4 separate regions of the Gossypium hirsutum genome follow, and regions 1, 2 and 3 are each linked to region 4. The links are chromatin contacts, called in public Hi-C maps. All regions are on one chromosome and are shown on one strand. Each heading gives the region's core, a stretch centred on a gene start, on an enhancer-like site or on the middle of the called end of the contact. The rest is flanking DNA. Distances are from core to core; before and after follow the strand shown. Region 1 holds the start of LOC107921752 (proline-rich receptor-like protein kinase PERK2). Region 2 has its middle 31 kb from the start of LOC121214326. Region 3 holds the start of LOC107921990 (mitogen-activated protein kinase 17). Region 4 holds the start of LOC107922128 (auxin efflux carrier component 4-like).

Region 1 (2,700 bases), core at 36-2,535, 330 kb after region 4:
CACCCTAAATGCTTGATTTTGATAGTGAAAAATGGCTGCAAAATAGAATAGAAGTAGGAGTCCATGAAATAAGAGCAGTTGGCTACCACAGGCCTCATGTGTCCAACTAAACACCAACGTAAGAGCGTCGTCACCGCCCAACTAACACTGGGCCTAAATTGGTTCCTTTTTTTCCTCTTAATTTATTTCTGAACGGCAACCGCTGCCTGCTGGACTGCTTTGCTCGGAATCCCATCACCTATTCAAATCTCACTAATAATCTCGTTTCTCTTATAAAAAAACTATTAATCAACCAAACTTAAATATACTAAGTAAGAAGACGTTTATCGAACCAGAAAAATGAACAGCCATTCAAAATCAGGTAATTTATAGGTAAAGCTAATTTTCCGAACTTTTATCATTGAACAATATCATGAAACAGCAAGTTCAATAACTATTGTAGGTCCTAAAACTTTCTGTTTGGACAAAATTATATTCTTGTCCTAAGAAAAGGAATTTGTACTTACTATATCCAACTTGTTGTACAAGATCCTAGGACCTTACAAACTTTAAAAAGCGAACAGGAGAGATAATCCACAAACCAGACCCAATAACCCCACAGCGACATTCCGGTTTGCACCGCCGAAATTTTGGTCAATCGAGTACAAATTCCCTGGTGAACCGGGTATGTATATAAAGGATGGTGGACTAGGCGGTATTGGCGGTGGTGGACAGTATTGGGTTGGCGGCTTTTTTGGTGTAGGTGGAGGCAGTGCTGGGGGTGATGGTGGTGGAGGGCATGGTGGCGGCAGTGAGGGTGGTGGAGGACTTTGTATACATGATGGGGTACACTTGACGCCTTGACCACCTGGAACAGTGCTGTCATCAAGCCTCCTTGATTCCATCCCGTTGATGGGATATACAAAGATGGTGATGGCAAAGAAAATGGTTAGTGATGATAGAATTTGGTGAGGATTGATCCAACGGTGTGTTTTCATCGACATGCTGCCAAATCCTGCTGATGGAACTCCCAAAGCTTTTAGCTAAAATGAATGAAGAGGATCGATCTTTTTAATTTGTGGAAGATGTGGTGGAAATAAAGAAAAAGTTTGGAAGAACTAGCGGTGATGTTACGTAATTTGGTACATCAAAGACTTTGAAAGACTAAAAAGTGAAATTGATTTTGATGAAATTGGGCTCTACGAAAGAATGAGTTTTAGAGGGCTATCGAGACGTGTTTTTAAGGGCACTTTTCTGTTTTTTAATCTTTTTTGTTTTCCAGTAAAGGAGTCTCGTTGCCTTGTTTCACAAGGGAATCCCGTTGCATGTGGAAATTATGCATGATCCAAAAATGAAGGGACCCATTATATACACTTTCCCCGGTCATCATTAATTTCTAAATAGTGTATAAACCTATGTATTTCAATAATTAATTGGTATTTATTAATACGAAATCTTGCATAATTAATGTATATCATATCATATTTTTCTTTATTTTGTATTTAATTTATTAGCACGATATCATATTATAGCATGTCTTTTTTTTATTTGTGCATCTAATTTTTATTATAAATAGGCTATATAACTTAATGTAAATTAAGAAGTAATAATTATCTTTTACACATAAATTCATTTCTCTTTTTTTTCTTTAAGTTTTTGCAACAGTATTGTCTTTTTAAATAAGGATATATGATTGATTTGAGTTGTTGAAGGGAGTTTTAGTGAATTCAAGTTTAAATCACATATTTATTTTATATTTAAATCATAATGTCAGACAAACGAAAATGAAAGGTTTACTCAAATAGTGAAGGTGGTGAGTGCTCCTTTCATCAGCAAACAATGTACAAATTCCATGGGCAGATGATGGACTTTGTGGTCACTCACAGTCCCAATTCAAGGGTGGGAACCGGGGGAAGGGTTAATATCTTGGACTCTTGCGCACCGTTTTTGGTCACTACTTTATCTCAGGATTCTGTTCCTTTTTCTCTAATTATCACTTTCGTCCAACTTCTTCTCGTGTAATTAAAAGAAAAATTACATGTTTTTCCTCCTAATCTTCACAATTTCCCTTTCTACTTCATCTGTTGTGGCTTGTAATTTTCATCATTTTTGGTACTTCTTGGAGTTTCTTTTAGAAAAGTTTTCTATTGTTGGTAAAATATGAAGAATATGTTAAAGATAATGCCTGGGTTAAAGAGGTTTTGAGGTGTTGTCAGTAATGGCGCAATATGACATTTTACCGATAAAAGGCCCAACAGAAGAAAAGGAAACTGGGATAAAAGCAAGATATGATCATAAATGACTTAAATTTATAAGAGTGCATCGAAACCCCAAAAAAATGTTGGATCTTTAGTGACAAAAGGATGAACATCCCATCCAAATGAATGAAGCATAAAATCAACTACTTGAAATGCAAGATATTATAAAACCCATAGTAATTAATAAAAAAGGTTCATCATATAAAACTATTGGGTAAACTACTAAAGTAATCACTTTTGTTTGCTTTAGTTACATTTTAGTCACTTATGCTTGAAATGTTACATTTTAGTCACTTAGATTATCGATTTGTAACATTTAGTCACTGAGCTATTAATTGTCATTAATGGTGTAATGGTAAGCTGATGTGGCATGTTTAATCATCATCTCAAACAAAAATTTTAGGTTAAATTATACAATTGGACTCTATATTTTTTTCGCTTTGAGCAATTTAACTTTTTTTCT
Region 2 (2,700 bases), core at 179-2,678, 350 kb before region 4:
TTTATATTAATCTTTTATATACAGGTTAACTTCTTTGCTTGCTTAGTTGCTTCAATTATCTTCTGATTCTTGTCACCATATATTTTGAAATTAAAAAATATATTAAATATAAAAAAATGTGATTTTTTAATAAAAATTATTTTAAAGGTAAATGTGAAGTTGATACCAACAGAAAATTTTAACACGAATATTTTATGGCATCATCAATAATTCAATTTTAACAGAAATTGATAAAGATTCATTATGATTAAAAATAATTCAATAATATAAATAGTACAAAATGTGAAATTTAATTCAATAATATAAAGAATAGATATATATTTGAAAAAATTTTGGGGTTTAAGAGGAACTAAAAATTTTGGGGGAAAGCAAAAGGAAATTTTTTTTGGAGGTTTAAAAGAAGGAAAAGTTTTGGGAGAAAACTAAAAAGAAACAAGTTTTGGGGGTTTTTAGGAAGTAAAAAATTTGGAGGGAAAATAAAAGGAAAAAAAAATTTGGGGGTTTGAGGAAAAGTAAATTTTTTTGGGAAAATAAAAGGGTTTGAGATGGGAAGGGAAGTAAAAAGAGTTTGATATTTAATTTATTTGAATTATTCAAATTCAAAAATTTAATTCGATTTGAACTCGAAATTTAAAAAAAAATTAAGTTGATTCAATTAACTCGGTTAATTCAATTCGAATAATTCGAAAGTCAACTTCATTTTTGATTTTTTAAAAAGATGAATCAAATTTTGTTCACCCTAATTACTTTGATATTGTGCTATAAGAAAAAAGTAGTGTAGGTAATAAGGGAAGAACAGCCAAAGATATCAAAACTTTGGCTTTGTATCATTGAAAAAAAATTAAGACATTGGCCAGACACTGCTAACTGGACATTAAAGGACGACTCAAAGTTATTATTGCTCATTGTCTGCTAATGTTATTATTATTGTTATTATTATTATTATTTTATTCTTATGAGTTTGGGGAAAATCCTTATGAGTCATAAAGGATTATGAAGTATAATTAAAGTTTTTGCTCATCTAATATCTATCTCAGCTTAATTAGGGCTGGTTTTGAGTGTGATGGAAAGGAAAAAGCACTGACAAGGTTTAGGTGTGGAGAAACAAATATTTGGCTTTCCACTCAAGTAATGGAGGTTGGTGTTCCACATGCATATATGACGGAATAACTCAGCTACACCAACTTAGTCTTAGAGGACGATCAGTTGGCCATAAACGTATATCAGTAGCATCTCCCTTGCCCTTGACTTAGGCATGTCTCCTTCCTTGGTAATTGTATTCCATTAGCTCATTTTTGGAGATAAGCAAAATTTACGAGTTCATAGCACGCAGACATGTTAATTACAGCATTTAGAAGTTGGATTCAGGCAATCTTCAAATTTTCAGGTCTGCTTCATTGTTTAGCTTTGAATTCGATTGTCCTCCTACTAAAGTGGGGTCTGTGGGAGAGCATGATTTGTTTGTTTCTGGTGTGGGAGAATGTTAAACGCATGGGGTTAGTCATTCTTGGTAAAAGGTGAAGGATTAAGCTTCTTTTTCATTTTTAAATTCTCTATTATTATTATTATCGATAGCAATACATTATTATAAACAAAGCTCGCGTTGCATGAGCTGCATAGAAGAAACAATAAGGTTTAACCAAAGAAAAATTAATTTTTAATTGTTTCAAAATTAAATAAATTAAGGAGAGGAGGAGGATTTGTGTTGAGGGGGGTCCACATGTTAGGAAGAAGAGTTGGAAGACAAGAAGACAAGTGGGGGCCCAGACCTGGTTCCCCACCCAATCATCAAAGGTAGGGACCACTTGGTTTCCATGTTCCGTGTGTTGTTCCCATTCACGTAATCATCATCAATGTCGGCCCCACCCTACCACCCCACAAGCACGCTTTTCCCATTTATTTTCTCAATTCCCTCTATATGTCATCATCCATCACATGACTTTATAATTAATTAATTCAATTGGTATGTATAATCGGTAAATTTTGTTGTTGAATTTTTGAAAGATGGGGCAGGCCTTGCTTCCTTCATAGTCCATCTTTAAATGAAGTTCTCAAAATGTGATTGCATTTGTTTACCACCACTATGATTCCATTTCTTTCCATATTTACCTTGGTTTTGAATTACTTTGTATTATTTAAAATACAAATTATTATTACTATTATTATTAAATATGATTTTGAATAAGTCAATCTGAATTCATGAAAATCGTGTTAAAGATCCGGTCATGTGCTTTTAGCTTATCCACTGGAAAGGTAATTTGACCTTAGGAGTTTGGGTTCAACAACTCAATTCAAGTTGTTTTTTTGGGGTGATGTTATTCAAAATGTAAATGATTGACAAGATGAGTCAAAAAAATTGAATGATTTTCCTTATTATTTATCTACAAAAGATATTTGATTCACCTAACGAAAAAAATTAAGGAGAAAGAAGCTTATTTCTTTATCAAGAAATATTTTTTTAAAAAAAATTAAAATTTGGTTTATGTTTGTTTGTCTCTCTCTCTCTCACAACTTCTAATCCCATTCAAACCAAATATGTTTGTATCATTTTACATCTGATTAGAAAATCAATTAGATACAATAGAAGTGAGTAAAACTCGATTCGATTCAAAAAAATATTTTTTTTCTAATTTAGAGTTAATCGAATCGAGTTATTCAAGTAAACTCAAATAATTCGAATAACAGACTAGTGTAAATACC
Region 3 (2,700 bases), core at 103-2,602, 410 kb before region 4:
AAGTTGATAATTTGTGTCATTTAACATAATCCATCTTACTAGTGCTAATTTCTATGATTACCAAACACGATAACTAAGCTCTTGATACTAGTTTGTCTAAACGAAACCAAACCCAATGAAACAACGCGAAAGCACGCACGATCGATATTCTTCTGCTCTCGAAAAATCAATTCAGTAATTATGACAAACCCAATAACACAATATATATAACAATTTGTGCAAATCAACCACAATATCGCAAGCAAAACTAATAAATCGAGAAACAACTTTTACGTGGAAAACCCTTTTAAAGCAAAGAGAAAAAACCACAAGATTAAAAAGTCCTTTCTACAAGATCACAATCAAGCCATCATAAAGAATATACAATTCAAACAATGCTATAAACAACTAATTTTAAACAAACTTTAAGAGAAAAGTTGAGAATTTCACCAAAAAGAGGTTGACTTTAAAAGCTAAAAATTCAAAGTTACAGTACCCAAAAAGAAATTAATCTGTACACATTAAAAAAAAGCTCCAACGAACATCGAATCAACCTTCGATAAAAGAAAATACAAAGGTTGATTTGTGTATAAAGAACAATTTTTTCTCTCCCACTTCTCTTTTCTTAGATTTTATCGGTACACCAAAAGAAATCTAACCTTTTTTTTTCAGTAGTTCCCACACGTATATATGTAGGGTAAATATAAGTGGACTCCCACATAGTGGGACGCTTGAGCACAAGCCCAAGAGAAAAAATATTTAACATAATAATATATATAAATATATATTTTATTATATAATTACATATTTATTATTTTATTTATATAAATAAAATAATTGTAATTAAAAATATGAATTAAAAATAAAATTTGAAAACATGTTTATTAACTAAAAACATTAATTAAAAAATAAAAATAAAAAATCTTGAAACAATATGAATTAATTCAATTAAAAAGTAAAAATTAGAAATTAAAATAAAAGGAAAAACTTGAAATGGAATTAAAATAAAATAATAATAAAAAGCTCCAATCAACCCTAAAATGCTAATCAAGGATGGTGACAAGTCAATGAAAGCGCTTCACGTATACAGTACTTACGTAAGCAAAAACGAATTATTTCTCTAAATACTTAATAAAGCAGTTTATATCTTTAATTTTTTTAAAACAATATATATAAATAAATTTTCCCTAATTAAAATTTGCAATTAAAACAATAAAAATAACAAAAATATTGTTTTTATTTAAAATTTACTTGGTGAATAGATTTTTTGTGGATTTCCTTGAAACGTGAAAGGGTTCATTCATAGAAAACAGCTAATTGTTAATTGTTATCTACCCTATATATTTAATATAAATACTTGACATGATCAAGTTGTTCGTTTTGTCAACATCCAACCCCACTGGATTCAAGATAGATAGTATATACACGTATAAAATACGCCAACTGGTGCTGTATTTCTACGTATAAGGTGGTGGAGGTGTTATTTGAGCAGTTCATATCTGTTCTGTGGTTTCAGCGTCTATTTGAAGCTCTCGTCATCAATTTCATATCTTGTCTCCGCATTTATTTGAACCTCTTTATCATCAATCTTCAAGCTTCAGCTGCAGCCTTGGATTCGTTTGCCCCCGAAAGAATAGGGTAATTTCTTTTGGCTCTGTAACCGCTTAAATTATCTGTTTTTATTTCAATGAGTTATGGGTTTTTTTTCTTCTTTCCTTTTCTTTTTGGGGAGCTTGAATGTCTATTTGATGAGTGATATGGAGGTTTGAAGTTTTGCTCATATAATGGAAATTTTAGCGACGAAAATGACTTGAAAATGAAATGCTTTTTACCTACAAGCTCTTTTAGTTGAATTTCTTCTCTTGACTTTTAATAATAACTAGGAATTTGTCTGCCTGGAATTTCCTTTCTCAGATTCTTTATTTATTAATTAATTTATTTTTTAAGTCCTAAACATTCTCTAGACATGGCTATTATTCTAATATTTTGAAATTTTGGAAATAGATGTTAAAAGAATCATCTTTGATGTGTTTGGTTTTGTCTTTTTCTTGGTTTAATATACAAATATTTGCATCCAATTGAGAAGTTAGGGTTGCTAGAGGTCACCATAGAAAACAAGTTTTCCTTATTTGGTTATGGGATTTTATGACGGTGAATTTGGATTTGATCTTTTCCACGAACTATGAAGATGAGCATAGTCACTATATAAAAATATGAGTAAAAATCTGATATATCTATACATTCGAAAGAGTATGATAGGATCTATTCGGATTCAAATTCGAACCAAATCTACAGATTCGAGTACAGTCATTTGAAAATCAAATCCATAGATTCCCAGTACTTAGAAGGTTAACATCTAATTCTATGCTAGGTAGTTTCAATACTTTTTTTTGTATTACTTCAAGTATGTTGTGAACCCATTCAAAGTGTAAGCTTTTCATATTGGTTTTGTTTAACATGGAACCTAATGGATTCTTATTTTGATCAGAAAATGTTTGACAAAGACTTTTTCACTGAATATGGTGAAGCAAGTCAATATGAAATAACAGATGTAGTTGGCCGAGGAAGTTATGGTGTGGTTGCATCTGCAATAGATACTCACACTGGAGAGAAAGTGGCTATTAAGAAGATGACCAATATCTTTGAGCACACCCCTGATGCAATCCGCATTCTTAGAGAGATCAAACTCCTACGGTTGCTGCGACACCCGGATATAGTTCA
Region 4 (2,700 bases), core at 53-2,552:
AATTAAAAGATTTTACTATCTAAAGTGAGATATATAATTTAATATTGATTTTTTGGTAATACAGTTAACTTAGGAGGGCTTGCTTTTCAGCAATTTATTCTAGGGTTTTTTCAAAGATTCCATCTAACAAGAATTTTATTTTATTTATTTTTACCAATTCCTCATAGATTGTGAAAGAATATTAGAGATAATTTTCCTAGTAAAAAACTTTAGATTATTAAATTTATTAGGCTTTAATGTCCAGGGGAATTGTTTTATATTTTGAAAATTTAATATTATAATATCAATATTGATGGTTCGAGCTATGATGTCTCTACGTACCTCTATTATTATTCACAAGTCTCGTATTAACATTTATTTCGAGTTTTGCAGTCACTTATCTTTATTGATCGAAGTATTTCTCCGTCAACTGTACATGGCTTTCTGTAGAGGCTAGAGATAAAATCTCGATATAAGGACAATACTTTCAATTGTTGAGGTCGAAGTCGACTTCCCAGAAGATGAAACTTCTCCTAAAAGGATCGATTCCTTGTCAACAATAATTTAAGATATTTATGGTATTTTAATTTTTTTTCTGTTTTTAAAGAATATAATATGTTAAATTAGTGGGATTTAAGTAAGGAAGAATACTAAATTTAAAATATATTTCAAAGGTTGATTATACATTTTTAATATATGATGGATAAAAAAATCATATATAAAAATATTTTAATTAATGATTTATATATTAAATTAAAAAAGTAATAAAATGGTGGAATGTTAATAAAAATAAATTATATTGATTAATTAGTGCAGTTTTAGATTAAAAAGAAAATGAGGGCCGTCCACGTCATGGAAAAAGCCAATGGCACATTAGAAGAGCCACCTGTACATTATTATTATTACTATTATTATTATTATTATTATTATTATTAACCAAATTCTGTAGTTAAGTTAACCAGAAGAGGCGGTGAATTGTTAACCCAAGTTTCATAGTTGAGTGTCCTATCATCCTCTGCTTATCTCCCTACTCCTGTATTATTTTCACTCTTTACCTTCTTCCCTTCCCTTATATAATTCCCTCTCTCTAAATTAAAAGTTGCATATCTTTTAAATTATACGCTGGCTTCTCATTTTCTCTCTTTCCTCACTTCCTTACTTTGATTACCCTTTTTATATATCACAAAAATTTTGCAGTCTTTCTTTCAGACGCAAGCAGCAGGCACCTGTCCTAGAAACAGAGATCTTCTCAAGTTAGTTAAATAACGGTTTTTGCTATCCCCATTTTGCCCTTTCATTCTTCTTCTTCTCCTTCATCGGAAGATGATTAGTTGGAACGATCTTTACACCGTTTTAACGGCGGTGATCCCACTGTACGTTGCTATGATCTTGGCTTACGGCTCCGTCCGTTGGTGGAAAATATTCACCCCCGACCAGTGCTCGGGTATCAACCGCTTTGTCGCCATATTTGCCGTTCCTCTCTTGTCTTTCCACTTCATTTCCACCAATGACCCTTATGCCATGAACTTCAGGTTCGTAGCAGCCGACACCCTTCAAAAGCTCATCATGCTCTTCGTTCTTGGATTGTGGACTAATTTAACAAGGAACGGAAGCCTAGAATGGATGATCACCATTTTCTCTTTATCTACTCTCCCCAACACTCTAGTCATGGGCATTCCTCTTTTAATCGCTATGTACGGTCCCTACTCCGGGATGCTCATGGTCCAAGTCGTGGTTCTCCAGTGTATCATTTGGTACACCCTTCTTCTTTTCCTTTTTGAGTACCGCGGTGCCAAAATCCTCATCATGGAGCAGTTTCCCGAAACTGCAGCTTCCATTGTTTCTTTCAAAGTTGATTCCGATGTGGTTTCACTTGACGGCCGCGACTTCCTCGAAACCGACGCTGAAATCGGGGAAGACGGCAAGCTACACGTTAAGGTCAGGAAATCTAATGCTTCCAGGAGGTCTTTGGGGCCTTGTTCCCTTCCTGCATTGACTCCCAGGCCTTCCAACCTCACCGGAGCTGAAATCTACAGTTTGAGCTCTTCAAGGAACCCCACGCCAAGAGGTTCCAATTTCAACAACTCCGACTTTTACTCCATGATGGGTGTTCAAGGATTTCCTGCAAGACACTCCAATTTCGGTCCAGCTGATTTATACTCTGTTCAATCCTCTAGAGGACCTACTCCAAGGCCATCCAATTTTGAAGAAAACAATACAGTAATGTCTCCACGATTTGGATTTTATCCAGCACAGACTGTTCCTTCATCCTACCCTGCTCCAAACCCTGAATTCTCATCCGTCACGAAGAACGCTAAAGCTACCCAACAACAACAGCAGCAGCCAGTTCAACCACAGCAGCAGCCTAAGGAGAAGGAGAATAATAAAGAGAATCATGATGCCAAGGAATTGCACATGTTTGTGTGGAGTTCAAGTGCCTCGCCGGTTTCAGAAGGCGGAGGTCTCCATGTCTTTGGTGGTACAGATTTCGGAGCGTCCGAGCAATCTGGACGGTCTGAGCAGGGTGCTAAAGAGATAAGGATGTTGGTCGCAGATCACCCTCAAAACGGGGAAAACAAAGGTACAATAAATTTATTAGTAAACTAGATTATTCTGCTCGGTTAGGAGTTACTGGAATTTTTTAATAATAGATTGTAGCTTGTGAAGGCATGACAGGCAGTGGTGACGTTAATGGAGAGGACTTTAGCTTTGCTGGAAGAG

What was found. A called contact is a pair of places that touch in the nucleus more often than the background predicts.
Region 1: a contact with region 4 is called in a Hi-C map of leaf, with 2.8 times the contacts expected there. The contact joins the promoter of LOC107921752 here to the promoter of LOC107922128 in region 4. A contact is called at or near these places in 4 of 34 Hi-C or Micro-C datasets (hypocotyl and leaf).
Region 2: a Hi-C map of leaf shows a contact between it and region 4, with 3 times the contacts expected there. The contact joins the enhancer-like site here to the promoter of LOC107922128 in region 4. A contact is called at or near these places in 2 of 34 Hi-C or Micro-C datasets (both in leaf).
Region 3: a contact with region 4 is called in a Hi-C map of leaf, with 2.9 times the contacts expected there. The contact joins the promoter of LOC107921990 here to the promoter of LOC107922128 in region 4. A contact is called at or near these places in 6 of 34 Hi-C or Micro-C datasets (hypocotyl and leaf).

What each region holds. Positions count from the first base shown.
Region 1 is chrD01:48,255,742-48,258,441 of Gossypium_hirsutum_v2.1, forward strand. LOC107921752 (proline-rich receptor-like protein kinase PERK2) reads right to left here and starts at 1,286. Exons shown (of 1, transcript XM_016851568.2): 1 at 366-1,286. The coding sequence starts at 983. The coding sequence ends at 549.
Region 2 is chrD01:47,569,018-47,571,717 of Gossypium_hirsutum_v2.1, forward strand. No RefSeq gene overlaps it. Among protein-coding and RNA genes, the nearest start is that of LOC121214326, 31 kb to the right of the region's middle. Within about 2 kb of position 1,429, at least 3 of the 9 cell types and tissues checked have an H3K27ac peak or open chromatin away from gene starts, as enhancers often do. A contact at or near this core is called in leaf, where this site is marked.
Region 3 is chrD01:47,516,158-47,518,857 of Gossypium_hirsutum_v2.1, forward strand. LOC107921990 (mitogen-activated protein kinase 17) reads left to right here and starts at 1,353. Exons shown (of 13, transcript XR_005909472.1): 1 at 1,353-1,617; 2 at 2,468-2,700.
Region 4 is chrD01:47,923,449-47,926,148 of Gossypium_hirsutum_v2.1, forward strand. LOC107922128 (auxin efflux carrier component 4-like) reads left to right here and starts at 1,303. Exons shown (of 6, transcript NM_001327195.1): 1 at 1,303-2,560; 2 at 2,647-2,700. The coding sequence starts at 1,303.